Regions from separate parts of the Mus musculus genome. Here region 1 is linked to region 2. The links are chromatin contacts, called in public promoter capture Hi-C maps. All regions are on one chromosome and are shown on one strand. The core of a region is the stretch at or near the end of the contact, and the rest is flanking DNA. Distances in the headings are between cores, read along the strand shown.

Region 1 (2,986 bases), core at 89-2,588, 530 kb before region 2:
CACTGGAGTGTCTGATGGCTGAGCTATCAGCCTGCTGGAGGGAGGTCCACGTATGCACACTGACTTCTCAAATGCACTCCCCAAGCCCTACCTGTAGCCCACACCCCAACTCCTTCTGAGGAGAGTGTTATGGGTTAAATGTGAAATGCCCCATGCAGGCTCCTGTGTTCAAATATCCACTAGTTGGTGGTGCCATCTCAGGAAGTTGGCAAACTGTCACAAAAGAAGGTATAGCTGCCTGGCCTCAATTCTTGTCCAGTTCTCTACTCCTTGATCAGCCAGTGTGAGCCAGCAGGCTTCTGTCACCAGGTGTGGTGTTTTGAATGTGCTTGACCCGGGCAGTGCTACTATTTGGAGCCTTGTGGGAAGAAGTATGTCACTGTGGGTATGGGCTTTAAGGCCTTCGTCCTAGCTGCCTGGAAGCCAGTCTTCTGATTGCCTTCAGAACAAGATGTTGAACTCTCAGTTCCTCCTGTGCCATGCCTGCCACCTTGATGCTAATGGACTGAACCTCTGCACCTGTAAGCCAGCCCCAGTTAAATGCCCTTTACAAGAGTTGCCACGGTCATGGTGTCTCTTCACAGGAGTAAAACCCTAACTAAGACACCAGGGACCAAGCTACTCTGCCATACTATCTATTCCTACTGTGACAGATTGCACCCTCTCATACCAGGGCCAAAGGAAACCTCTCCTCCCTTAAGTGGCTCCTGTCAGGTATTTGGTTACAGTATTGAGAAAACTAACAAAAAAGGGGGCTGCCACATGTCTCTGCCTCCCCAGCCCGAGACCTCCCGCCGATGGGGCCACCCTGCCTTCACTGGCGCAGTCAGAAGAAGAAGCAGCATCTTTAGCCTGGTTGGTGTCTCTCAGCCCAGTTGGCATTTAGCACATGCTAGGTAAGCGGGCAGTGAGCACACCCAGCCTTCTCCTCAGCCCCCCCCCCCTAGCTGGAAGCCAGCCCCTTACTCTGGGGCCCACAGCCTGGGGCAAAGGCAGTGGTATCCCTTCTCCACAAGCCAGACAACCTACACCATGGGAAAGAAGCCAACGCCAACACCTAATTCCTGTCACACCAGGGCAAAACACAGCAAAAATAAAACCAGATATGCTACCATGTCCTGGAGCAGCTTAAGAAGCCATAGACTCCCCAGTGAGAACAGGGTATCTTAGGATTGCACTAGCAGGAAGTGACTAGAAACAACCACCATCGGCACACCTAAGTCCTTGAGGAGGAAGTGGGCTGGCTCGGGCCCCAGAGCTCTCATAGCTGCTTAATCTGTATCCCTCCTCCCCCAGAGTTCACTACATGTGGACGAAGGTCACATTTCTTCAGAGCTAATGAGCTGGCCTGCCTAAATCTGGGCAGGAGAAATGGAACCAGTTTGGCTGAAGCACAGGGCAGTGTTGGCCCTGAGGGACCCGTCTATCCTTATCCCGAATCCCACCATAGGCGGAGCAACAGTGATTCCCAAATCAGGAAGCAACAGCTAAGATCTGGAAGGCTCAAGGGGTCTCCAGCATTAGCACACTGAGGTACCAGGAAAATGGATGGGGCAGGCTTGAAGAGAGTGCCAAACAGCACTCTGAGCCTTCGGGTGCCTAACCACTGCAGGCCCAGGATGCTTAGAACAGGCCTTGAAGTATCTTAGAGCTAGTTAAAACCTCAGGGCTTAGACATTCAGAAAAGAGGGCAGCTGTTCCCTGGGCCCATGGAGGTCTCAGACTTAGACCTTTGAAACGGGGAGCAGACCATGGAACACTCTATGGTGGGGCAACCCTCGTTCAAACCTCTAGGACACCAACCAAGATACCTGAGCCTCTCTGCCAGCTCTCTGTTCCCAAGGCCCTCTCAGTGGGACAGCTTGCCCCTCCCCCACATGGCCATCACCCACTTCCCTGGGCTCTCACCTTGCTTGTAGCTACCAATGGTCCATTCCAGGTTCAGATCACCTTCCTAGCTCACTGGGAAAGGCTCTACAGTCAGGCAGCCCCTCTCCCATGGTGGCTCCCACCGGTACCTCTTGAACAAAGGGGATGAGCCCAAAGCTAGAGTCAGAGAAGGCTGGTCTCATATGGTGACTATGCTGTTCCGAATGTGACCTGAGAGAGCCATGGCAGCCTGGCCTCAGAGCTTTACCCTCTATTCCTTTGACCTACTGTGGTACCAGCACCCTGATCTCCCTCTGAGGAGACCAGAAGATCAAACAAGGGAATCTCGGCCCTGCCCAAGCCAACAGTCTAGCTGTGGTTCATCATAATGGGCATCACCAGGTCAGAGGGATGAAGACTTTCCATAGACGCTTTCTCCCGCTGAGGTAGTAAGGGAAACCTGAAGATGTCCCTACATCCAGTTATGCTCAGTTCCATTCAACATTCACACTAGACCATAGGACACCTGAAGTGTTTCACTCACACTAGACCACAGGACACCTGAGGTGTTTCACTCACACTAGACCATAGGATGTCTGGGGTGTTCTGCTCACACTAGACCATAGGACACCTGAGGTGTTTCACTCACACTAGACCACAGGACACCTGAGGTGTTTCACTCACACTAGACCACAGGACACCTGAGGTGTTTCACTCACACTAGACCATAGGACACCTGAGGTGTTTCACTCACACTAGACCATAGGATGTCTGGGGTGTTCTGCTCACACTAGACCATAGGACACCTGAAGTGTTTCACTCACACTAGACCATAGGACACCTAGGTGTTTCACTCACACTAGACCACAGGACACCTGAGGTGTTTCACTCACACTAGACCACAGGACACCTGAGGTGTTTCACTCACACTAGACCATAGGACACCTGAGGTGTTTCACTCACACTAGACCATAGGATGTCTGGGGTGTTCTGCTCACACTAGACCATAGGACACCTGAAGTGTTTCACTCACACTAGACCATAGGACACCTAGGTGTTTCACTCACACTAGACCACAGGACACCTGAGGTGTTTCACTCACACTAGACCACAGGAC
Region 2 (2,939 bases), core at 273-2,772:
TAAACTTCTCAAGTACCCTGGGTTGCCTGAGATCTGAACAAAGACTCCAGCTGTGATGATCTGTTCTGGCCTAGAACAACTGGAGATGCCACGTCCCTTACAAATCTAAGCCACAAACCACTTCTCTCCTAGGCGGCCTAGACTAATGCCCGGATAAAGTCTTGTTTTGTTTCAGCTGCATTGGTGGGTTTGTTGGTACTGTCTCCATTGTAGGTTAGCCCAGGGGAAAACCAACTCCAATGCGCACGCAGAGAAGGCTGTGAGCAGCAGGCTTCCGAGGCCACCTCTGAACTTGACTGTGACAGATTAATACACCGTGTACCCTTGGGATGGCAGAAGGTACCCTTGGGATGCTCCAGCCACTGCACTTCTGCCATTGCTGATAAGACAGAGACAGCAGGTGCCTTAGAGGCCCTAGCCACGTTCAAGTTCAAGCTCCATCATCCTTAGCCATTAAGGTGCAAGTCATTTGGCCTCTTTATGTCTTGTTCCCAATTTTCTCCGCATTAGTGTAAAGCACCAAGTTCTCAGCATGTGGACTGAGAACCGGTAATGTCCGCGTCTCCTGGGAACTTGCCAGAAAGGCAAAAAACCCCAGGTTTTGCTTTGGCAACACAGTGAGGAGATCCATCCCCCAGAGGTGTTTGTCGAGCGCTATATAAGGAACGCAGAGCTTCAGTGTGGGTTGCAGAGAGGCTCCTTGAGTGGGCCAGCAGTGTGGTGTGATTATGTATTCTCACACAATGAAAGATGGCCGAAACCAGGAGGAGATGCCGTTAATTGATAGAGTGTCATCTAGCAGGCAGAAGCTCTGTGTTCAATCCCCGATACCACATTAGCTAGGCAAGGTGGTTCACGCCTATGACCCCAGCACCCTGGAGCTGGCAGTAGAAGGATCAGAGGTCCAGGGTCATCCTCAGAGATATATATATGTAGGGCATCTGAGGCCAGCCTGGGTTACGAGACCCTATGTCAACAAACAAACCAGAGACAAAAATAAACAACCCCTCTGAGAACCCAAATAACCACAATACAACCAACCAAACGGCTAAATATGCCAGACCTGTCGGCCACCATAACCCCTGCCCCATTACCACTAAGGAAAAAGAAAACACAATGTAGACTTCTTACAGTGGCCCTAAGCTAAGCCCCTGCACAAAGCAACTGTATTGAATAAGGACCCTGAAGCCTCTTCACTCGTAAGCCGGAGCCCAGGGCCGATGCCTACTCTCAAGGCAGGCTCCCTACTGTACTTTGGTTTGCCACACTTCAGGCACATGAAAAGAGACACTGAGCTGAAAATGGAGACTTGGCTGGGACTCTCCGACTTCACCCAGTGGCTTCAAAATCTCCATCCTCCCTTCCATTAACGAGGGTTCGCTTCAATCTTTCCATTAGCCCACAAACTACTATTAAAAAAGCCATTTATCAAATTAACACGGAGCGCTGCTAAAGTCATCTGCGGGCTCCATGCACTCTGCCACGTAGGAGTTACCATGCCAACAGCTGCTGTGCGTCCACTGTACAGACCTATCAATTGTAACAAAGTCCTGTTTCATAACTCTGACTGCCAATTCAGGTTTCTCGCCCTATCTATCCTGCTTCCCAAACGCACATGTGTGGCCAGAAACCCAGCAAAATCAGGTACTGACCCAGTAAGGAGAGCAATCGCAAAAGCCCCTGGCTAAATCAGTATGTTCTGAAGAATTCTGAAAAGCAGACAAAGGTCGCTGATTCCTCTCTGTAACTCTTAGTTCCATCAGTCCTCAGGAATACAGCATCAAGGAATTTGATGTAATAACAGTCTGGCCAGTAAATCTAGACTAGGGAGTGCAGGCTGAATAAACTGAAGGGGAGACTGCAATTATGCAGATTATTCTAATAGATCGTTTGCAGGCAGCTATCATCAAAATAAGGTAAATCCTTGCAGTCCCCTGGTGCCAAGTTCTGTAGCAAGTTTTTGTTTTAAAAAAGACTCTTGAGCTTTAAAAATAAAGGTATTCAAGCCGAGAGGTATTCTCTTGCTTTTTGACTTAAGTAAAAAGTTTAAGCCAGAGAGTTTAGGAAACAAACAACTTTTCTTTACTAAAAAGTAAAACCTTATAAGCAATTCCCAACGGGAAGTATTAAGTCCAGTCTCAAACAGAGAACTTTGGGATGGAGATATATAATATATACACATATATTATATAAGTATATTGTATGTTACATATATTTATTTAACCAAGTTTCTGATATTTACACACACACACACACACACACACACACACACACACACACACACACTCATTGAGCAGAGGACGTTGCTCATTGGTAGAGCACTTTTCTAGCAATCTGTGAGGCCCTGGGTGCTATCTATCCCCAGTACCAATATGGAGGATGGTTAACCCAGTTTAAAGGAGAAGCAAAGAAAACAGACAGATGCAGGAGACACTCAGATCCAACACAGAAGCATGCTGTGTGTGTTGTCTACTGCAGACTCTCAGGTTGTCAACTTTTAGCAGGTGGCCTGCAAACTCTCATGGCCACCCTGTAGAAAGTACAGTTTCCAGAGGTAAGTCAGAAACCCCGGATCTATGCATGGTTTTGTTTTGTTTTCAATAATCAAACTGGAAGCAGGTCACCATGGACGCTTCCAAGTTCTCATGTCATGCTAACAAGGACAAGGACGGGGAAAGGTCACTTCCTTAAAGATACGGATAGTGCTACAAATTTTCAGAAGGGTGACAGCCAAGTAAAATTTAAATAGAGCCTCCCTGAAATCTTGAGCACTGGAAAGCCAAAGTTAAACTTGCTCTGCCAGCCAGTGGGCTCCTGGCTTAACTCACACACGGCCCTGTGGATAGATGGAGTTTTTTTTCCCCAAAGTGAGACCAGGCCCAGCCCTCAGAGCTGTCATCGAAGCAGCCTTCTCCTGTGTAATCATGGGAATTACTCTA

Evidence for each region. Promoter capture Hi-C pulls out the DNA fragments that hold promoters and counts their contacts.
Region 1: a contact with region 2 is called in a promoter capture Hi-C map of liver, with 2.1 times the contacts expected there. The contact joins two enhancer-like sites. A contact is called at or near these places in 1 of 39 promoter capture datasets (liver) and 1 of 115 datasets of contacts at active chromatin or transcription factors (pancreatic cancer cells).

The regions. Positions count from the first base shown.
Region 1 is chr17:87,297,418-87,300,403 of GRCm38.p6, reverse strand. All of the region lies in intron 3 of Ttc7 (tetratricopeptide repeat domain 7), which reads right to left. Among named protein-coding and RNA genes, the nearest start is that of Gm52284, 8.1 kb to the left of the region's middle. Within about 2 kb of position 1,338, at least 95 of the 459 cell types and tissues checked have an H3K27ac peak or open chromatin away from gene starts, as enhancers often do. A contact at or near this core is called in liver, where this site is marked.
Region 2 is chr17:86,770,799-86,773,737 of GRCm38.p6, reverse strand. All of the region lies in intron 1 of Epas1 (endothelial PAS domain protein 1), which reads right to left. Among named protein-coding and RNA genes, the nearest start is that of Epas1, 18 kb to the right of the region's middle. Within about 2 kb of position 1,522, at least 12 of the 459 cell types and tissues checked have an H3K27ac peak or open chromatin away from gene starts, as enhancers often do. A contact at or near this core is called in liver, where this site is marked.